Regions from separate parts of the Mus musculus genome. Here all the other regions are linked to region 4. The links are chromatin contacts, called in public Hi-C, HiChIP or PLAC-seq and promoter capture Hi-C maps. All regions are on one chromosome and are shown on one strand. The core of a region is the stretch at or near the end of the contact, and the rest is flanking DNA. Distances in the headings are between cores, read along the strand shown. Region 1 holds the start of Klc3 (kinesin light chain 3). Region 2 holds the start of 1810019N24Rik (RIKEN cDNA 1810019N24 gene). Region 3 holds the start of Bloc1s3 (biogenesis of lysosomal organelles complex-1, subunit 3). Region 4 holds the start of Zc3h4 (zinc finger CCCH-type containing 4). Region 5 holds the start of Rps5 (ribosomal protein S5). Region 6 holds the start of Apoe (apolipoprotein E). Region 7 holds the start of Ppp1r37 (protein phosphatase 1, regulatory subunit 37).

Evidence for each region. Promoter capture Hi-C pulls out the DNA fragments that hold promoters and counts their contacts. A called contact is a pair of places that touch in the nucleus more often than the background predicts. HiChIP or PLAC-seq counts read pairs in DNA pulled down with a chosen protein or histone mark.
Region 1: a contact with region 4 is called in an H3K27ac HiChIP or PLAC-seq map of stem cell-derived neural progenitor cells, with 8 times the contacts expected there. The contact joins the promoter of Klc3 here to the promoter of Zc3h4 in region 4. A contact is called at or near these places in 1 of 39 promoter capture datasets (maxillary cranial neural crest) and 2 of 115 datasets of contacts at active chromatin or transcription factors (large pre-B cells and stem cell-derived neural progenitor cells).
Region 2: a promoter capture Hi-C map of pre-B cells shows a contact between it and region 4, with 5 times the contacts expected there. The contact joins the promoter of 1810019N24Rik here to the promoter of Zc3h4 in region 4. A contact is called at or near these places in 1 of 39 promoter capture datasets (pre-B cells) and 1 of 484 Hi-C or Micro-C datasets (embryonic retina).
Region 3: a contact with region 4 is called in a Hi-C map of B cells, with 6 read pairs. The contact joins the promoter of Bloc1s3 here to the promoter of Zc3h4 in region 4. A contact is called at or near these places in 1 of 39 promoter capture datasets (cranial neural crest) and 1 of 484 Hi-C or Micro-C datasets (B cells).
Region 5: a promoter capture Hi-C map of the HPC-7 cell line shows a contact between it and region 4. The contact joins the promoter of Rps5 here to the promoter of Zc3h4 in region 4. A contact is called at or near these places in 2 of 39 promoter capture datasets (the HPC-7 cell line and cranial neural crest).
Region 6: a contact with region 4 is called in a promoter capture Hi-C map of liver, with 2.3 times the contacts expected there. The contact joins the promoter of Apoe here to the promoter of Zc3h4 in region 4. A contact is called at or near these places in 2 of 39 promoter capture datasets (cranial neural crest and liver).
Region 7: a contact with region 4 is called in a promoter capture Hi-C map of maxillary cranial neural crest. The contact joins the promoter of Ppp1r37 here to the promoter of Zc3h4 in region 4. A contact is called at or near these places in 2 of 39 promoter capture datasets (cranial neural crest and maxillary cranial neural crest) and 1 of 484 Hi-C or Micro-C datasets (B cells).

The regions. Positions count from the first base shown.
Region 1 is chr7:19,402,693-19,405,656 of GRCm38.p6, reverse strand. It overlaps Klc3 (kinesin light chain 3), which reads left to right and starts at 1,553. Exons shown (of 13, transcript NM_001286039.1): 1 at 1,553-1,636.
Region 2 is chr7:12,960,053-12,963,265 of GRCm38.p6, reverse strand. It overlaps 1810019N24Rik (RIKEN cDNA 1810019N24 gene), which reads left to right and starts at 1,449. Exons shown (of 2, transcript NR_166501.1): 1 at 1,449-1,577. It overlaps Gm29638 (a long non-coding RNA gene), which reads right to left. Exons shown (of 2, transcript XR_391162.4): 2 at 1,379-1,779.
Region 3 is chr7:19,507,002-19,509,853 of GRCm38.p6, reverse strand. Bloc1s3 (biogenesis of lysosomal organelles complex-1, subunit 3) reads left to right here and starts at 1,484. Exons shown (of 2, transcript NM_177692.4): 1 at 1,484-1,549; 2 at 2,244-2,852. The coding sequence starts at 2,253. The coding sequence ends at 2,840. It overlaps Trappc6a (trafficking protein particle complex 6A), which reads right to left and starts at 1,184. Exons shown (of 6, transcript NM_025960.4): 1 at 1,022-1,184. The coding sequence starts at 1,105.
Region 4 is chr7:16,399,569-16,402,473 of GRCm38.p6, reverse strand. Zc3h4 (zinc finger CCCH-type containing 4) reads right to left here and starts at 1,278. Exons shown (of 14, transcript NM_198631.2): 1 at 1,168-1,278. The coding sequence starts at 1,181.
Region 5 is chr7:12,920,634-12,923,763 of GRCm38.p6, reverse strand. Rps5 (ribosomal protein S5) reads right to left here and starts at 1,453. Exons shown (of 6, transcript NM_009095.2): 1 at 1,376-1,453; 2 at 683-791. The coding sequence starts at 790.
Region 6 is chr7:19,697,556-19,700,523 of GRCm38.p6, reverse strand. It overlaps Apoe (apolipoprotein E), which reads left to right and starts at 1,336. Exons shown (of 4, transcript NM_009696.4): 1 at 1,336-1,513; 2 at 2,271-2,336; 3 at 2,877-2,968. The coding sequence starts at 2,294.
Region 7 is chr7:19,560,706-19,563,726 of GRCm38.p6, reverse strand. It overlaps Ppp1r37 (protein phosphatase 1, regulatory subunit 37), which reads left to right and starts at 1,329. Exons shown (of 13, transcript NM_199149.3): 1 at 1,329-1,916. The coding sequence starts at 1,697.

The DNA of each region.
Region 1 (2,964 bases), core at 304-2,803, 3.0 Mb before region 4:
GTGTCACAGAAGTGGCCACTGAGAGCTTCCTGGAGGAGGACATCTAGGCTCTGGAGGGCGAGCACACCGAGGCGGCTCCGTGGACCCGCAGTGCCATCTGGTGGCGGTTTCGTGCACTGCAGGGACCTTTCATAACTTCTAGAATTTGCTTCGTTCATCCTGTAAATACTTTTTGCGCATCTGCATCATGCCACTCTACAGTCTTGACCTTGAAGACGACCAGAGAGACACAGGGCACGCGTTGTAGAATATTAAAGACCCAGGAGCCTACATTAAGAGATTCTTAGATACTGCAGCATGGGAGCTATTCAGGAGGCTGAGGCAGGACTGTAAGTTTGAGCCCAGCTGAGCTTTATAGGGAGACTCTATCCCCCCTCAATAAAATAAAGGTAACTAGGGTACAGTGGCTGTATTTTCAGAATTAAGTGAGACCCTGCCTCAGAAAAGGAGGGCAGAGAGAATTAATAAAATCAACACACACACACACATCTATATCTATATCTATAAATATATATATGGCAGGGAGAGCTAAATAGTAGATGCTTTTTCCTTGTATTCACAGGGCTCTGGGTACCACTCCCAGCAGTGCACACACTACTGTTAGCTCATGTTAATCAATTCAGGTCTTCCAGAAGACCCAAGTTCAATTCCCAGCACCCACATGGTGGCTCACAATTGTCTGTAACTCCAGTTCCAGAGGATCTGATGCCCTCACCCAGATCTACAGGCAGAACACCAATGCACAGTAATATAAATCTTTAAAATAAAGAAAACCCCTCTTACTTATGTGTCCGTATGTATACACAAATGCACGTGTGTGGGTGCCCACGTTCCATCCATGCATGTGAATCCATCCAGGCTCTCCTTGACCAACTCCGGAATAATTCCCAGGAGTCAGTTTTCATGGTTCTTGGAGATGAAACTCAGGCTGTCAAGCTTGGCAGCTAGCGCCCTTACCATCTTCTCAGCCAGGAATAGTTGTGCAAGGTCTTCAGGTTGTAATTATTAAAACAATATTTTTTGGAGATTTTTATCTTTATTTTATGTGTGTCTGTGGAGGCCCTGGAAGAAAGTGCTGGATCTCCCTGGAACTGGAATTACAGATGATTTTGAGCCGACATGTGGGTTCTGGAAATCGAACCTGGGTCCTCTGCAAAAGCAGCCAGCACTCTTACCTGATGAGCCATCTGTTTATTCCATATTTGTGTATGTATGACTGGACACATGTAGAAGTCAGAAAACAACATGTGGGAGTCCGTCTCTGTCCACCCTGAAGGTCTCAGGGATCGAACTCAGCTCCTCAGGATTGGCAGCATGCACCCTTACTGTCTGAGCCTTCTCGAAGGCCCCCAGATAAAGTTTTCAGAAGTTCTCGGAACGCAGGTTTCACCGAATGCTGCGGCAGAGGGCGTGGCCTGGGCGCCTGCGGGGGCGTGCGTTGCCTCCATCGGCCCCGCCCCGCCTCTAGACCACAGGTTTCTCAATGTGTGCTGGCGGAGGGCGCGGCCTGCGCACCTGCGGGGGCGTGGCTTTGCCCTGCCCCACCTCCCTCAGGAGCCTCCGGGAAGGCGGCGGCCGCGCAGCGGGAGCAGCCCGGTCTCCGCGCAGCGAGGCGGCTCGGGCGGGCGGCCGTCAGGTGGGCACGGGGGACGGCGGCGGCTGCTTCGGGATTCCCGAGGGGGCCGCAGGGATGGAGGGAGGGAGCCAGGGACCTGGTGGCCGGGATGAGCCTCGGGGTCCCCGCGGAGCCCCGCCCGGCCCCTAGCGGAGTAGAAAAACAGCTGCGGGCGGGGCGGGGCCTTGTGACGCGAAGTCCGGTGCAGGGTCTCCGCGGCCGCGGGGAGGGGCTGGCCGGCTGTCGGAGGGTCCCCCGCTGCAGCCTGAGGGTGCAAGACATGCATGGTAAGGGAGCCTGCGCGAGGTGTGCAAAGAGAGGGAGAGTAAGGCAGGGCGCACTGTGGAAACTGAGGCGGGAGGAGCGGAGTTGGAGGCGAGCGAGCCTGGGCTTCGTACTCAAGGGAGAGAGACAGAAGGAGGGCGGATGTGGGTACAGATGCCAAAGGGAGGGAGAAAAAGAAAAGGAACGTGGGCCAGCAAGGAGAGTAAAGGTGTTGATGCCAAACTGTCTATTTCTCAAGTTTGATCCACAGGATCCGAAAGGTGGGAGGAGAGAAAGGACTCCTCCCTTAAGTTGCAAGTTGTTCTCTTGGCAATCCATGTGCCTCTGCACACACAATAAGTACATAAAGGGAAAAAAGTTGACTAGGGACCAGGCATCATGATGCACACCTATAATCCCAGCACTCGGGAGGCAGAGACAGGCGGATCTCTGAAGACAGCCAGGGCTACACAGAGAAATTCTGTGTCAATGTATACATATTCATACATATGTATATATATTAGAGAAAATCTGTATCAACATATATATACACATACATATGTATATATAAAATTATATATATTTTAAAAGTAAGAAAGAGTCACATTGTGGGTAAGAGTGTAAAAGAAATGAGCTACCATGTTACTCAGTGATGGGGACAGAGTGAATGTGGATGATCTTGTCTGTCTCCTGTGTGTGTGTGTGTGTGTGTGTTACATGCGGACTGTGCATAGCACTGAGCATGTGTGACTGAGATACTGGGTCAACTGTATACTTGTGGTTGATTCACACAGATGGCCATGTGTGGCAGGGAATGGGGTTGGATCTAGGTGTTGCGTGGCAGTGGGGGTGGAGTGTGTGGAATTGTGTCAGTGATATGTGACTGTCACTGACTAACTGTTGGCTGTGTGTGGGTATGTGGGTGACTGTGTCTGCAAGCTGAGGTTTACTTAGGTGTGTGTGTGTGTATACGTGCACACACGTGAGTGTGGGGCAAGCCTGCTGTGGACTAGTGAAGCTCTCTTGGGGCTCCTGTGAGTGCCGGGGACAGCTCGAGTGGCAGATGGCTGCGGCTGAGCTGTGGG
Region 2 (3,213 bases), core at 200-2,699, 3.4 Mb after region 4:
GTGTATCTGAAAGTTACAACGTTTCCTTTTCTCTCTCCCCCCCCCCTAGTCTATTTTCTTTTGGATGCCTGCCTAGTATGTTTTTTCTGGTACCTTGGACTTTCTTATTTTCTGAAACTTCTCTCCCTGCTATATCATCTCTCAAAAGGAAGGTTACGAGGCTAGGAAGATGGTTCAGTGGGTTAAGAGCGCTTGCGTGTACGTATACAGACCTGAGTTTAAACCCTCAGTACCCTTGCTGGTGAGATTGCTACCAAGCCCAGTGATCAGAGCTCAGTACCTGGGACTGGCTACTGTGGTTGTCCTTTGACCTCCACATAAATCTCATGGCAGGCACATACAAATAAATGTAAAATTAATATTATTTTTCTCAGGCATGGTGGCTCATGCCTTCATGCCTTTAACCCCATTACTCAGAAGACAGGGTCAGGTAGATAGATCTCTGTGAGTTCTAAGCTATCCTGGTATACACAGTCAGTATCAAGCCACCCAGAAAATTCACCACCAGACTACAAATCACAGCAGCTTCTAAGTGAGCTCAGAATCCCCAGGAGTCTCATCGAGGCCTGGGTGCTCAAGTCAAGGGGGAGTTCAGACTCAGTAAGTGGCAGAGGAGCCCCGCGGGTGAAATTGAAGTACTAGTAAGCTCTTCAAATATGCTAATAACTTTGGGTCAGAATCCGCTAAATTAGAAGGGCACTCCATGTCATTAAAGAAAGGATCTCACCGAACAGTGGTGACGCATGCCTTTAATCCCAGCACTCGGGAGGCAGAGGCAGGCGGATTTCTGAGTTCGAGGCCAAACTGGTCTACATAGTGAGTTCCAGGACAGCCAGGGCTATACAGAGAAACCCTGTCTCGAAAAACAAAAACAAAAACAACAACAACAACAAAAAAAAAACAAAAAAAAAAAAAACAACCAACCAAACAAACAAAGAAAAAGGATCTCAGGGCACTGGTACTTGCGGGGAATCTCTAAAAGGAGAGTCCTAAACGGAAGTTAATTTATATCCATGCCATATTTTTTGTTTGTTTGTTTCGGTTTTGTTTTTCCTCAATACAGTTTCTCTGTGTAGCCCTGGCTGTTCTGGAACTTGCTTTGTGAACCAGGCTGGCCTCGAACTCACCGAGATTAAAGGTGTATGACACCTCTGCCTAGCTCCATTCTCTACGTTCTCTACAATGCCGCTAAGTCAATGCCACGGAGAACAAAAGCTCGCTCCTCGCTCACCAGATGCCGGGTGGAAACTACATTTACCACAAGACTGTGAGGCTCTCTAGACTCTGAGCCAATCACAACCCAGATGAAAAGCTTTTTCTCAAAAAAAAAAAAAAAAAAAAAAAAAAAAAAAAAAAAAAAGCTTTTTCTCAGGCTGTGTGCGCAACGGAGTCGTGACTTTATTTTGCTCGCCAAATGGGTGGGATCTATAAGCCGAGTCCTTTCACTTAGTACACGCCTCCTTGGGACCGGAGAGGAAGGGTAATGGGGAGGACGGCACTTGTAGCCGATGCTTTCCATTTCCTAGTCCTTGCAGGCTTGAAGTCCCTGGGCATTGAGTCTCCGAGCGAGCGAGACGGTAGGCTCATATTCACGTCCTCTGGTGTTTTGCCTTGCTACTGGGAATCGTAGATTCACGTCAGTTTTAAGGTCCCAACGCCCCCACTACGCGTAATGCCGAGGGTTTCCCACTTCTGGAAAACAGTATAGAAAGCCGTTGGATGAATAGGGACTCCGTGTGCAACTGCTTGGAAGTGAGGCTGAGCTGGAGTGTTCAGGATCTGTTAGGGAGAGACCGGGTAGAGTGGTAATCTAAGAGAGATAGAGGGAGCCCCGGGAGTCTGGAAGGGTTGAAGCACCCTAAGCTTCCTCTGGCTGCCCAGGGGCAATGAGATGCTCGGGGTGAACTGGAAGAAGGAAGGGAGACTCATAAGGAGACTCTACCTTAAGTGTCAAACTTGTGGTTACTGAAGACATACTCCATGAGCACTTTTCTAATTATCTTTCTTATTTCCACATCATAAAATCTGGCTAGTTTAACAACAGATGCAAAGTTATATTGCTCCGACCTCCAAGTTCACAGTTTCAGTCAAGCTACAACCATCACTTATTCTTTTCTCCTTTCTCTCTCTCTCTCCCTCCCTCCCTCTTTATTCTTTCTCCCCTCCCTTCCTCTTCCCTTCTCCTCCCCCTAACCACCCCCCCTCCTGTGTGTCTCTTGCTTTCACTGTCTCAGTATTGTGATTACAGGCACACATCTACACATTTGGACTCCTCACACATCTGCAGTCACATGCATGTACACACATAGACCTCCTCAGAGATACATAAATAAACATTTTTTTTTAAAGGGAAGGGCATCTTTAACATGGTGGATGTTTCGTTGTGGCAGTAGAGGACCAGTTGACTGACCTGTGGTACATGCTATAAAGTCAGAGAAAGGGAGAAGCAACTTCAGGAGAAAGTATATTTGTGTATATATATGTTCAAAAGGTGACTAAGGCCCCTGGGACTGAGGCAAAATGAGATGAAGGTAGATTGCTGGTAAGGTCAAAACTTGTAGATGACTTTTTCTTTAAAAGAATTATTTATGTATAAGAGTACACTGTAGCCCTGGAGAGATGGCTCAGCAGTTAAGAGCACTGACTGCTCTTCCAAAGGTCCTGAGTTCAAACCCCAGCAATCACATAGTGGCTCACAACCATCCGTAATGAAATCTGATGCCCTCTTCTGGTGTGTCTGAGACAGCTACAGTGTACTGTATATATAATATAATATATAATAATAATAAATAAATCTTTGGGCTGGAGCAAGCAAGGCCAGAGTGAGCAGAGGTCCTGAGTTCAATTCCCAGCAACCACATGATGGCTCACAACTATCTGTACAGCTACAGTGTACTCATACACATAAAATAAATAAATAAATCTTAAAAAAAAAAAAAAGAATACACTGTAGCTGTCTTCAGACACACCAGAAGAGGGTATCAGATTCTATTACAGATGGTTGTGAACCATGAACTATGTAGATGCTGGGAATTGAACTCAGGACCTCTAGAAAAACAGTCAGTGCTCTTAACCACTGAGCCATCTCTCCAGTCCCCCTACCCCCTCTTTTTTGCCTTTCCATTAGCATTTTTTAAAAAGATTAATTTTATTTATATATGTAGGTACACTGTAGCTGTTTTCAGACACACCAGAAAGGGCATCAGTTCCCAT
Region 3 (2,852 bases), core at 235-2,734, 3.1 Mb before region 4:
TGCAGCAGGTCTTGAACTCCCACACAGTCATGGAAGTTCAAACTGCCATGTAGCCTATAAAATCAGGGAGGCAGCCGGGCGTGGTGGCACACGCCTTTAATCCCAGCACTTGGGAGGCAGAGGCAGGTGAATTTCTGAGTTGAGGCTAGCCTGGTCTACAGAGTGAGTTCCAGGACAGCCAGGGCTACACAGAGAAACCCTGTTTCGAACCCCCCCACCCCCACCCTCCCAAAAAATCAGGGAGGCTCCTGAGACCTGATGATCGGGCCACACTCCCACTAACTCTATTACCTCAGCTGTAGGGCCCCCAGTACGGACACAGTCGGTGGCAGCAGTTAGGAGCTACGAGGAGAGCCCTGGGCAAGCTCATATCTGTGCAGGCTCACAGAAAGCTATTTTAATCTCTTTATTAGAGTCAAGGTGACACAGAGCAGAGAGGAAGCAGGCTCCCTCCTTCCCAGAGCATGTGCCTCTGCACAAAGCAGCTTCTTCATGACCTCCCTAGGATGAGAAGGAAGACAATGGGAGGTGGATGGGAGTATGACACACAGGAAGGCACAAAGGAACACATAAGTGGTGGTAACTATTATTGATTACAATATTTCAGTGATCCCAGCGCCACCTTCCACATTACCGGGTGGGGTCTTTACTCATTACAGGGGCAAATCCATACTAAAAAACTCACTGTGTGCTGGGGTGTAGCGCGATCAGCACGCACTTTATCCAGCACACAGGCAGAGGGGACAGATGAGACCGGGTATGGTTGAGGGTGCATTTTCTAAGGAGGAAACGGAAGGATAGGAAGATTAAAGATGTTGAGTTGCATACTAAGTGGGTGGTGAGGCGAGCCCTCATCTGAGCCCAATAACAGCCAATTACCCTAATTATCAACGGCGCCCCAGGACGAGGCCTAGAACTGAGCGCCTTGACCCAAGTCATCTCGCTCCGCCTCAGCAATGACCTGCCATAAGGCTCGATCACACCCCACTTCTCCACCCCGAGGCCACGGCGTGCCGCTCACCCCCGAGCCTGGGTCCGGGTCCGGGGCCCACAGCTCCGCCACCATCTCGGTGTGCAGAAACTCGAATAGCACCGCGTCCGCCATACGCCGCCTCGCGACCCTCACGCCTGGCCAACGCTTCCGGCTCCCATTGGTCAGCTCGGGAGGTAGGCCCGATCTGATTGGTGATCCTATTTAGCTCCGCCTGCTTCTTGAAAGCCAGGAGGCGGGTCCACCGAGCCCCTTCCTTGGCCGCGCTGTTAACATCTTCCGCCCTTTCTTCGCTTCCCTCCCTGCTCCCGAGTCTTCGGACATCCAATTGGCTGAGTCTCTGATTCCTGTGAGGGTCCAAGATTAAAAAAAATAAATTTACGCGTCAAACGGAATTTTCCTAAATACATAAGCAAATAAATAAATAAACCCACACTACGGAAGCGACTTGTCTAACCGCTTTCCTATTGGCCATAACTCGGCTCACGTGACGCTGCGAGAGACCGGCTCACTTCCGCCAGGCAGCGGACCCCTTGGGCTCGGAGCCTCGGAGACCCGGTATGGCCTTCCTTCCGGGACTCTGGTGTCGGTGGCTCTTGTTAAGGGTCCCCTCGGGCGGCTGTCCTTTCTGTTTGCCCTGGTGCCTATTGCGGCCAAGTGCTCGCTGGCCAGGAGGACAGTGGAGGGTGTGGCCTGTGCTGGTGGGACTCTGGGAACTCTTGGTTACAAAGCTTTTAAAACTTACTTTATTATTGTCAGTATTATTTTGAGACAAGTTCTCACTATGTATGTAATGTTGGATGGCCTGGCACTATTGAGGATCAGGCTGATCTCGAACTCACAGAGATCTTCCTGCCTCTCCTCCGGTGCTGGGAATTAAAGTCATTATTATTATTTTATATTAGTTAATGTATATATACGCGTGCGTCTCTAGCACGCGTGTAGAGCTCAGAGGACAACTGTACGGGCCTCAGTTCGCTTCTTCCACCATGTGGGTCCCTGGGTTCGAACTCTTGGCGTCAGGTTTGATTGCAAGTGCCTTTTCCCAGCTGAGCCATCTCGTGTGACCTAGTTCTAAGGCTTTGCCTGGACGGTCCTTGATGTCCCCGGTGTGCACACAAATGATACAGAGGTGCACAATTCCAACCCATGTGTACACGAGGAAACTGAGGCCCAAGTCAGGACTCGCTGGGGATGGCGGTGAAGGGGCTGGGACTCGGGACCTCACGTCCGCTCAATTCCTCTTCTCCAGCTCCGTGCCATGGAGTCATCCCAGGGTCGGCGGAGAAGGCCGGGGACAGTGGTACCTGGGGAAGCTGCGGAGACCGACTCGGAGCTGTCTGCATCCTCGTCCGAGGAGGAACTATACCTGGGTCCCTCGGGCCCTACGCGCGGCCGTCCCACGGGGCTGCGTGTGGCCGGGGAGGCGGCGGAGACCGACTCGGAGCCTGAGCCCGAGCCCACGGTTGTGCCGGTCGACCTGCCCCCGCTCGTGGTGCAGCGCGATCCGGCGGAGACTTGGGGCACGGAGGAGACCCCTGCCATGGCGCCTGCGCGCTCGCTGCTGCAGCTCCGGTTGGCTGAGAGCCAGACGCGCCTGGACCACGACGTAGCGGCTGCGGTGAGCGGCGTGTACCGCCGTGCGGGTCGCGATGTGGCCGCCCTGGCGGGGAGGCTGGCGGCTGCTCAGGCCACCGGGCTGGCAGCCGCCCACAGCGTGCGCCTGGCGCGCGGGGACCTCTGCGCGCTCGCCGAGCGCCTGGATATCGTGGCTGGCTGTCGCTTGCTGCCGGACATACGAGGGGTCCCTGGTATGGAGCCCGAGCAGGACCCGGGACCTAGAGCCTAGGCTGTCACTCTG
Region 4 (2,905 bases), core at 29-2,528:
TTAAAAGGCAAAGGAGGGTCTGTGAAGGAGAAAGGGAGAACAGGAGGTGGGAGTGGGGAGAAAGGGCTGAGACCCATGGTCTGAAGGGGTCCTCTGCGGTTCCCTGACGGCTGCGAGCGAGGCTTCTGTCTAGCGCATTCTCCACCCTACCCCCACCCCCGCCTGCAAGACTAGCTTTTCTGCTCCCTGAAACCCACCTATTTTCAAACCTACTCACTCCAGCTCCCAGGAATCAGCAAACTATGTACCCCTTATCTTTCGGCTCCAGCAGGGCAAAAATGGCCCCAAACCTCTCATCCTCAAAACACGCAGGGCTGGTCCCATTATCACCCGCCAGAGAAGGGCGTGGGGAACCCATTTCGCACTAGAGGACAAGAGGCGCCACAGTTCACGTCCTGCCAAAGCACACGGGGGAGATCTTTGCTCCCAAGGGGGCGATTGCACCCTGTTTTGCCCCAAAGAGGGGGCGATGCCCGGAGAAAGCGGTGGCCAACTTCCTCTACTATCCAATGCAGGAAAAGCAACCTTCATACAACCCCCCCGCAAAAAAACAAAAACCTTAAAACTAAGGACCCTCCACCACTGACTGTCACCTACCTACAAAAAGAGAGGGACCCCCCAAAAAAAAAAAAAAAACCAATAGGGTTTCCAAAGAAGGTCAGGGGATTTAATCAAAAGAGCTGGAAATGCACCCGTTACCTGCCTGCCTTCTAGGGAGAAGCTAGAAAATACCTCCCGCCAAAAAATTAAAAGTGCACCAGAGCCCCCATCCTAAGGAGTCCTCCTTAGAACGAAAGAGCGAAGGCTGATCCAAACCCCCATTTTTCTGCCTCCGTTAGACTCGGGTACCTATCCAAAATGGACAGGGTATGCGTCCCCCAGGAGAAAGGATACTGTAGGGGATTGGGAAGACCCCCAACTCCGAACCCCTTAAGAGAGGAGCTGCAAGCTGGAGATGCCCCTAAAACAAGAGAATCCGGGGGCCCCTCCCCCAAAAGCCTTCCCCGAAGCCAGGCGACAGGCCGCTGACGGCCAGCTCCCGGAGCAGGGGCGGCCGAGGAGGCTGATGGGCCTCGGCAAGCCCACCCCCTTGGCGGCCCGTGCCCCGGGCGGGCGGACGGACCGACAGACCGGCGGGCGCGGGGGGTCCGGGGGGCGCCTCCTCACCTTCCCCTCAGCATGGCGCCCAAAAAAAGACAGAGCGAGAGCGAGGGAGAGCGGGCGAACGCCGCGAGGGGGGGCAACGCATGAGGCCGGGAGAGAAAGCGAAGCGAGAAAGAGCGAGCGAGCTAGAGACACCCACCGACCCCGCCCTTCCTCCTCCTCCTCCTCCTCCTCCGCGGCCCGGCCCAACATGGCGGCCGTCCCCTTCCTCCTCCTCCTCCCCCCCTCCCACGGGGGACGCTGCCCGGCCCAGGCCGGGGGGCCTGACCTGTCGTCAGGGAGCGGGAGGCGGTGGTGGAGGAGGTGCGGGGTGGCCGCGCGGCCGTCGGGGGAACACGGAGGAGGCGAAGGCGTTGATGGCGGCGGTGGCGATGGCGGCGGTGGCGACTCTGATGGCGGCGGCGGGGGGGTCCCGGGCACGGCCTCCATCGTTCCTTTGAGGGGGAGGGGATGTTAATGCACCAAAAAGGACTGCTTGGGCGTGGCGGGAGGGGCACACTTCAGCGCTCCGGGGCCTCCTGATGGGAACTGGGCATATAGATACATAGATCGATATCGAGTATTTTTTTTTTCGGTTTCGGAGTCACCTCTGAGCCGACTTCCACGTAGGCCGCGAGGCCTAGGCCCCGGCAAGGCCGCCCGCCGCCTGCTTTCTCCGCAGCCTGGCCCTGAGGTCACTCGCTCACGGGCACGGGACCCTCATCGGGACGAGAGGTCCCCTTCCGCCACACACGCACGCACACACACACGCGGCCCCCCAAGGCCTGAGACCCGGGGGACACGGACACTGGTGGGTGGTTGGGTGTAATTAGCGCGGGCCCGCGCGCGACGGAGCAAGCGAAGGGAAAGGGGGGGAGAGGAGAGCGAGCAGGGGGGATGGTTAAAAAAAAATCGGGGAGAAGAGGGATCGGGCTATGGAGATGGGCCGACTGTCTGCCCGCCCTAGATGCCCCAGCTGCCGGGCCCCCGCCGCGGTCAGGAATTCACACAAAATGGCGGCACAGCCGGGACAAGCACGGAGGCTGAAGCCGGAGGAAGGGCGTGGAGGGAGGGGGTAGCGGAGAGGCCGGAGGAGCGTCACGTGGAGAAGGGCAGAGCCAGCCCGCCCGAAAGTCGGCGAAAAGAGCCGAAGCGGAAGGGCGAGGCGGAGGAGAGGGCACGGAAAGAGCCGAACACAGCTGAGATTAACGAGACTCTGAAAAAAGCCGGAAAGAGCCGAGGGAAGATCTAGGTCACTGCAGCAACGCGGAGCGGATCAGAGACCCACCTAAAGGACCAAGGGTGGTCGTGGGGGCGGGGCTAGGGAAGGCCGGGAGAGCCGGAAATAGCCGAAGCGCTTCGGGATGGGAGAAGCCCCCCCCTGGGGGGGGGCGAGGCGAGAGTCCGGAAAGAGCCGAAGTCAGGGAAGGGATCCCGGGAGGAGGCGGAAGTAGCCGAAATACATTGAGCGGAGCGAATAGGAATTAGCGAATAAGCTGAACGGGTGGGGCTAGAAAGGCGATTAATTAACTCAAGGGTAAATGACTTTCAGGAACTCGCCCCCAAAGCAAGCGAGAAGAGCCGAAAATTGCTAGTTTGAAGGAAGGCGGGAAGAGCCCAAAGTTTTAGGTGGGAGAATAATGGGAGGGGAAAAAATTTAACCGAAAGCCGGAGACCGGTCCCAGGAGTCGGTCGTTCCCGAAGAGGGGCTGGAGAAGAGGCGGCCCGGAGATGACGTCACTACATAACTCAGCCAGTGGCG
Region 5 (3,130 bases), core at 204-2,703, 3.5 Mb after region 4:
AATGGTGATATATACCTTCAATCCCAGCACTCGGGACAGAATGCAGATATTAGCTTTTTCCACTAGACAGGGTTTCAGGCCAGTCTCAGCTATATGAGATTACCTCAAAATGGGTTATGAGGGCAAAGCAAATAGCTCCCATACTAACTTAGCCATAACAGTACCCATAGCCAACTGACATTTTTCAGGGGAGGGCAGCAGGGAACATTCATAGCACCAACTGGTCTCATACTCAAATTCCTCTTGCTGTAGGCTGATAGCAGCTTACCAACTGCTTTTGACAAGGGTGCCAACATGGTTCAGTTGACTAAAGCCATCTTTTCAATTGATACCCACTAACTGAATATACAAACGAAAGGGGACATCAAGTCAGGTGTAGTGGCACATGGGAGACAGAGGCAAGATCTCAAAGAGCTCCAGGCAGCCAGCAAGGGCTACACAGCAAGACCCTGACTCTGTCTCAAGAGACACACGATTAGAAAAATACGGGATAAAAACCACACTCTAACATCTTTTAGTGCCAGTTTGTATTAGGCGTGGGTGTAGCTGTCCAGTTATTGCTCTTCTACCTGTCTTGTACATCCACTGGTTGTTTTATGCCCTTTTCTGAACTAGAAGCTCATCCACACCTGGTCTCAATTAAAAAAATCATCACAAAGAACAATCATTAAGTTCCTTTTACCTGCAGAGAAATATCGTTGATCTGCACGTCATCAGTGCTCCATTTCCCAAAGAGCTTGATGTCAGGGGTCTCTGCCACCGCTGGTGTGGCTGCTTCCCACTCAGTCATCCTGGGGACAGGAGAATGGCAAGAAACCGTTACTGCCTAGACATGCTGGAGCAGTCACTCTGACCCCAAACTCTTCAGACGAACTCTCACTTTGTGGCAAACTGGGACATGAAGGGGAGACCCAGAAAGCTTTGAACAGCTCTCCAAACCCAGGAAAACCACTCAGGATTCTAAAGTAACTCGGCAGTCACCCCGCTAATCAGCTGGTACATGGACCACAGTATGATGGTTCATGAAGCCGTATACTCATCAGCTCCCATCAGATTTCCGTTGTGCACTTAGAACGTGTACTGAGCAAAAGAGTCATCACAAAACTAAGCAAACCTAGATTTATGTTTATGGTATATGACCCAAGTGATTTCCCTGGAGTCCCGTGTGTGCAAAGTATGAAGTCAAAACAGTGCAAACAAGAGGCGAAGACTAACTCGGCCCGTGCCGAGTTTCCCTAGGCACCCTTTTTCGCAGAGAAACGGTGAGATCCAAGCGGTCACGCCCAGGCTTCAGGTTCGGCCTCCGGCCCCCCAGATGTGCCTTAGAACACTCATGGTCACCTCTTCTGAACTCCGTGTCCCTCCGCAGCCTCACCTGAGGGCGCAGACTGGGCTTCTCAGTCGCTCGGCGTGGACCACGCGCCGCCCTGATACAGACAGGAAGAGGCCGCGCGCAGCGGACTAGCGCTTTTATGCAAAGCGAAAACTTCCGGGTCAGAGGTAGAGACGCACGCGCAGATGAAAACAGCGTGCTCACCAACCAATCAAGCGCTAGGATGAGAGGCGCCCTTTGAGCCGGGTAAAGCATGCGCACTTTTAGAAACAGCGCCACGCCCGTCTTCTGGCGGACCTCTGAAGTACTAGCTAGGCTTCTGAGTCGGCGCACATGCGCAGAAACTTTGGTGAGACCGACGCCGCCATATCTAAGTAGTGCTGACGTCCAGTCCACGCTCTCCGTAATTAGGCTGCAAAACCCAGGAACCATGGACGGTGGATTCTTAGCTAGGGCAACCAGCTCGGCTCACATTTTCTCACCAAAATAATGGAGTCGGGTCCTGTGGTTACCACCGATCCGGGTTCACAAGCACGGGCCCCACCCTCTCCCCTCCCGCAAGCCATGCTCGGCGGGTCCCAGGCTTCCGGTATGGGATCACTTCCTTTTTAATCACTCTGGCCACGCTTGTCTGGGCTTTTTTTCCTCAGGTTCAATCGCGGACAGTAGATTCCGACCGCCATTCGTGAACCTCCCCGGGGAGGGATACATAGAGGGGAGTCCTGGAGGGGTTGGCAGCCCGGGGATCTCCTAGGTGACTTACTTATCTGAGATCCCAGTGATTTGGTACTAATAAGGGAGAGACCTTGCCAGCAGGTTCACCCCCAGGGGTGGGTTTGTTTGTTTGTTTGTTTTGGAGACAGGGTTTCTCCTTGTAGCACCGGCTGTCCAGGAACTCGCTCTTTAGACCAGGCTGATTCATCTGCCTCTGCTCCTCCCAACTGCTGGGATGAAACATAAGGAGAGGAGGGAGGGGAGAGGAGAGAAGAGGAAAGAGGGAGGGAGGGAGGGAGGGAGGGAGAGAGAAGAGAAGAGAGAGAAGAGAGGAAAGGTGTCAGCAAACATAAGGAGAGGAGGGAGAGAAGAGGAAAGAGGGAGGGAGGGAGAGAGAAGAGAAGAGAGAGAAGAGAGGAAAGGTGTCAACAAACATAAGGAGAGAAGGGAGGGGAGAGGAGAGAAGAGGAAAGAGGGAGGGAGGGAGGGAGAGAGAAGAGAAGAGAGAAGAGAGGAAAGGTGTCAACAAACATAAGGAGAGAAGGGAAGGGAGAGGAGAGAAGAGGAAAGAGGGAGGGAGGGAGGGAGAGAGAAGAGAAGAGAGAAGAGAGGAAAGGTGTCAACAAACATAAGGAGAGAAGGGAAGGGAGAGGAGAGAAGAGGAAAGAGGGAGGGAGGGAGAGAGAGAGAAGAGAAGAGAGGAAAGGTGTCAACAAACATAAGGAGAGAAGGGAGGGGAGAGGAGAGAAGAGGAAAGAGGGAGGGAGAGAGAGAGAAGAGAGATTCTCACCCCGTTTTCTTCTCTATATCTCAGTTCATACCTTGTGTGTGTGGAGGGAGGGAAAACTGGGATTTCGGGAATCTTACCTAATTTTATCGTTGTTGTTGGGGGTATCACCCTACTTATCTTTGAAAGCTGACATTGCACTACAGTGATTGATAATGGATGTTTTTATAGACTCCGTATTACCTACTAGGTGACAGAGGGCAGATGAGGGGCTCCTGAATATGGGCCATAGGTTAAGAGAAATGCTGTAGCCGGGCAGTGGTGGTGCACGTCTTTAATCCCAGCACATGGGAGGC
Region 6 (2,968 bases), core at 87-2,586, 3.3 Mb before region 4:
CCTGGGCCTGGCCAGGCACCCTGTACGTACCCTTGGAGCCAGGTGTTCCGCCTCTGCCCATCCTGCAGAATCATGTTTTGCCGTGTCTGGTGCCAAACACTGCTATGTGGCTTCTCTCCTGCCATCAACAGCTGGGAACAGGGAACCTTGTGCAGGCAGTGCTTCTAGCAAGCTTGCTGTGGTCTCTGAGCCCCTTGTCCTACCTGACTTCCCAGGTACAATGGCTTTCCCACTTTTTGGGGGTTTTGTTGTTGTTGGGTTTTTTTTTGTTTTTCAAGACAGGGTTTCTCTGTGTAGTCCTGTCGGTCCTGGAACTCACTTTGTAGACCAGGCTGGCCTCCAACTCAGAAATTCACCTGCCTCTGCCTCCAAGTGCTGGGATTATGGGATTAAAGGCATGTGCCACCACGCCCAGCTGGCTTTTCCACTTTTTAGCCAGGACTTCATTCTATTACCTGAGCTCGGGATCTTCCTGCCTCAGCTTTGCATATGGCTAGCACTATAGACCCATGTTCCAGTGAATGACTTATGGCTTGTCTTTTTTTTTTTTTTTTTTTTTTTTTATGTGCATTAGTGTTTTGCCTGCATGTATGCCTTCGTGAGGGTAGCAGATCTTGGTGTTACAGTTGTGAGCTGCTGTGTGGGTGCTGCGATTTTGAACCTAGGTCCTGTGAAATGCAGTCAGTGCTCCTAACCTCTGAGTCATCTCTCCAGCTCCTGCTCTTCTGCTTTTATGAGGAAAAAGAAAAGAGAAGTGGCTTGAGAGTGGAAAATGCACATGCAGGGGTGCACACCTGCAGTCCCAGCATGCTACAGCAGAGGCAGAAGGACCTTTGTGGGTTAGAGGGCAGCCTGAGAATCTTATCTCAAAACAACTTTTTAAAATGTGCTCTGTAGGGGTAGCTCTTCCCTCCCAAGGTGACACATCTGGCAATCGCCAGAAACAGATCAGGAGCATCAACGCTTGGTTTCCCAGGGCTTGGCTTAATGTATGGCTTCAAACCCATCGGGAGCCACCACTGAACAGCTCCTGAAGGAACTGGAGCACGTCCCAGCCTTGGAATGGAAAGAGTTCACCTGTGGTGGAGGAATCAACAACGAGGGATCCCAGAACAACGATCTTCACCCCAGAAGCTGAGCCTCTTAGCCCCCACCCACCCATTTCCATTTAGGCTGCCAGCTCTTTTCTTTACAATGCACCAGACCCCGCGGGGAAAGGGAAGGAGCGGTTCTCAGTGCCCCAGTACCAAGGCCTGGATTATTCAATGAGGTGTCCGCTCCCTTTGTTGGCGGGGGAGGGGAGCGGGGGGTCACAAGGCATCCAAACTCCACCTCTTTCCTCTGCCCTGCTGTGAAGGGGGAGAGAACAACCCGCCTCGTGACAGGGGGCTGGCACAGCCCGCCCTAGCCCTGAGGAGGGGGCGGGACAGGGGGAGTCCTATAATTGGACCGGTCTGGGATCCGATCCCCTGCTCAGACCCTGGAGGCTAAGGACTTGTTTCGGAAGGAGCTGGTAAGACAAGCTGGGCTGGGGATTCACCCAGGGACCTTGGTAGGATGTGGGCTGGGAACCTTGAGATCCCCCGGAGTCCAGGAAACAGGCACAAGAATTGGAAAAGCAGGCAGCACGATAGAAGTCTTGGGGGACAAACTAAGGACTCGAGGTAACTAGCCTTTGCCAGAGTCAGAGCAGGTGGAGGGGTTACCTCCAGGAAGGAGTACGGGACTGTCGGTGCACGGCGTACCGGCTCAACTAGGAACCATCCTATGGCGAAAAAACTCGGGATGAGCCTTAGGCTGCTTTTATATAAATACCTACTGATTTCCATCACAGTCCCCAAGTAACCCGGACTGGTTTCAAACTGTGGCTCCTCATGGCTGAGCTCCCTAAGTTCTGTAGTTGTGGGAGGGTACCACTTCGCAGGGATGGAGGACGATTAAAAATCGTGTTAAATTAACACAAAATGGAAAGCAGGACTTAGCCGGGAAGAAAGAGGAATGTAAGCTGGACCACCCGCTGGCCCTCTGTGAAGTGGAATTTGAACCCTAGGAGAGGGAGCTGGAATTTTTGGCAGCGGATCCACCCCGGGGTGCCGAGATAGCGAACTCGGCAAGGGGAGGTAAACAGACCTTTGGGAAGAGCGGGTGCTCTGTTTTGGAGATGTTTGTGATGGCTCACAGATCTGAGAAGGGAAGATGGGGTTCTCTGGGTGGCCGGAGTCCCTCCACCCCCGCCCCCTGGTGTTCAAAGACAATTTTTCCCTCCGCAGACTGGCCAATCACAATTGCGAAGATGAAGGCTCTGTGGGCCGTGCTGTTGGTCACATTGCTGACAGGTATGGAGCAAGGACTTGCTGTGGTGCCGCTTTTTCTGCTCCTCTGTGGACTCTATTCTAGCCCTAGATCTCTTCTGCTGGTGGGTTGAGGCTGAGGCGGTTCTGAGACCTCTCTGAGATTCAATAGCCCTGAGCAGCTGTTTTATATACTCTTTAGGCCTTGATTTCCCCTAACTATAAGAGGATTGATGGCTTAGTGGGTAAAGGTGCTTATCATAAAGCTTGAAGACTTAACTCTGAGACCAACATAGTGGAAGGAGAGAGCCAATTCCCTCTAGAACTCTGACCTCCAAGGGTACACACACACACACACACACACACACACACACACACAATAAAAAGTTGATTTCTTAGTTGCTCTTAAAAGTGGGGTATACATTTTCTAATTCCACACCTGCCTAGTCTCGGCTCTGAACTACATAGGATACAAGACAGTGCATGCTTGTAGTATCTAAACAGACTCCACAGCCTCCAGACCCACTTCAAAGAGACCCAAAAAGACTGTAGGTCCTGACCCAGCCTTAAACTTACTCTACACAGGATGCCTAGCCGAGGGAGAGCCGGAGGTGACAGATCAGCTCGAGTGGCAAAGCAACCAACCCTGGGAGCAGGCCCTGAACCGCTTCTGGGAT
Region 7 (3,021 bases), core at 80-2,579, 3.2 Mb before region 4:
TCAGCCCCTTGTCACTAGAAATCTTTCAGTACATGATATCTGGAAGCAGTTCCTAGCTAAGCACAGTGACCCAAGTCTGTAATCCCAGCATTTGGTGTGGGGAAGGGGGTGTAGAGGCAGGAGGAGCCAGAGATAAAGCCTGTCTTTCCTACATGGCAAGTCAGCGGGCAGCCTGGATTACATGAGAACCAGTAAAACCAAACAAAACCCAACCCTCCCCCCCCAAACAAAGCCCACTTAATGCCTTTTGGAGTTCAGAATGTAACTGAAGGTTTGCATTAATTATAGGGGCTTTTGGTACTTCTCAGTCTCCAAAGTGTGCTAACCCCCAACTGTGAAGAGGAAAGCAGCTACCCTTAGCAGTGGTCTCAGTTATCAGTTCACACTGGAGCCTCCCTCCAGTTCCAGCCTAGCTCTCTACTTGGCAATGCTGTGCTCGACCCTCCTCAAATCCCGTTCTGTGGTTTCAGTCCCTGTGCCAGTGGGCTTTAATGAGCTGAGAAGGAAAAGCGAAAGTGCCCAGATGAATCCTGAGCTTTGGAATCGACCCCTTGGAGGTGTGGCTTAGGCTCGCTCAGGTTTGGTCAGCTGGTTCATCCCGAGCCTTTGGAATTCCTGCTCCCAGTTTTTGTTTTGTTTTGTTTTTATAGCAGGTTCATGAATACCTAGCAGACTCGTCTAATATTGTAATTTACATTTGATACAATTTTGACGAAAATTGTGCTAAAGTGTGCTCTTCTGTCGCTTCTGTCACTTGTACGTACTCATCCGATATTCAGCTTGGCTCTCAGCTCTCAGCACCTCCATCACTTTATCCTGCTCCCAGTACTTGGCTTAGCCCCACCAGGGTCTCCTGCTGTAGCACCTGCTTGTCTGAGGCTCCCTTTGTAATCCAGCCTAGCCTCGAATTCGCAACCTCCTCCTTCAGCCTCTCCAAGGCTCGGTTCACAAGGCGAGTCACTACCATGTCCAGCAAGTGGTTTTTTAATTAATATCTGATCCGTATTTTATATTTTAAGTTACTCATTTCTTGTAGACGCGTAGAAATCAGAGGACAATTTTGTGGAGGCGATTCTTCTATTTTTACGAACTCAGACGGCTTTAGCCGCTGACAGCCCTCTCGCAGGCCGCGGTTATAGGATTTGTATTGAATCCTTTCCCGAATTACTTGGGCTTGTGACGAATGTGCGGGAGCCTGACTGTTGACAGCTTGGCTTGTGGGGGGCGGGAGGGGGCGGCTAGAACTCGCGCATGCGCGGCGCTCCGGGAGACAGCGTTCATAGGCCCCGCCTCTGTGTTCTGCAGTTTGGCTCTGCAGATTCGCCGGTCACGTTTCTTTTTTCCGCGGAGCTTACTGTTCTTTGTTCCGGTCTTCCTGTCGTCCTCGACACGGTTTTTTTTCAGAGCAAAAGCTTGAGTCGGTGCTATGCTTTTCTCGGTACGCAGCGGGCCCTTCGGCTTGTAGCGAAAGTGTGGCTGCGGAAGAGCAGGTACTCGCGGAGCTCGGCGGAGGCGCGTTGGGGCTCCCGGCGACTGCGACGACGACGACGACGACGACGACGAACGGAGCGGACGGAGGCGGCGCTTGAGGCAGCGGCGAAGCCCATGCCCCGGAACGGCGGGAGGACCCGGAGAGACGAGTCCGGGGCCCGGGGCATGTCCCCGGGGCCCCCGTGAGGAGGAGGAGGCGGCGGCGATGGAGATCCCGCCGCAGGAGGCTCCGCCCGGGCCGGGCGCGGACGCCGACGCGGACGCGGAGGCCGAGACCGAGGAGGCCTCCGCCGAAGCTGAGTCTCCTACCGGGACCTCGCCCCCGGCCGATGGCCGCCTTAAGGCTGCTGCCAAGCGTGTCACGTTCCCATCTGACGAGGACATCGTGTCTGGAGCGGTGGAGCCCAAAGACCCCTGGAGACACGGTAGCTTTGGCGAGGGTTGCGGGGGAGAGCCTAGAGGCGGGTGGGACCGCCATAGGGCCGACCCCCACGGAGGTGGCCCGCGGCAAATGGTACTTATTGGTGATTTCAACGGTGCCTAGGTTAGAGCTGGAGGCAGAGAGGGGTTGGCGGGAGAGCTGGAAAGGTCCACAGGACTGGGTTTTCAAAGCCTAACCTTGTTTGGGAGTTTGGGAGGCTGGCAGCCAGCCTTTGAGTTCATGGTACACTCAGGGATAGATGAAGAGAGCCTGGTTATAGTATTGGGGGAAAGGTAAGTGCCTGAGTCCACGGGATGGTGAGAGCGAAGCAGCTGGTCTGTAAACCAGGAGGCAAAGCGTAGCCGGCTATGGCCATTGCTCTTTTGGCTGAAACGAGGACGGAAATAAACCCAGACTGTACAGAAGTTTGTAAACCCTCCGACTGGGAAAGGAGGGTCAGAGGCAGCAGGTAGTAAAGCAGAGGACGAGGTGGCCAGTTTGCCTGTGTGCGAGGAATTCCGCAGTAAGGTTCGGCAGCAGAACGCGGAGCCCGCTTTTACCAGGGTTTACCTGGGGAAGGACTCGGCAGTATTCCCTACTCAACAGAAGGTGACTTACATGTTGGGAGATGGGAAGATCTAAGATCTAGGCCTGTTGGTGGGGAGGTGGAACTGGACGGGCACTTGGAGGAGTGCATTGGCTTTGATGGCTTTGAAAGGGAAAAGGTTGCTGGGGAGATGGACACAGGCTAATCCCATTTCTGAGCTGAATTGTGTTTTGCTTGGGTGGAGCCTGTGAAGTGAGGTCACCCACTGGCCGTGTTCTATGGAAGCTAACCTGCTTGTCCAGGAACAGACAGACACGACTGCCAGGCTGTGGGCAGCAGAGTGGGCAGCTGGTAGCTTTGATGTATGTGGGCACGGGTGGGGGTGTGGTGGGGGGGACTTGGTTGCAGGAAATGATACACTGGGAGCCCGCCATAAATGCCAGTTTGACTAGTAATTATCAAAGAGACCGAGGTTAATTTAGACTTGGCTTGGGGAGCCTGCCAGGGCTGGGTGGTTTGTTTTGGGTTCTGAACTTCTTGGAACTGGTGCTGAGGACAGGAA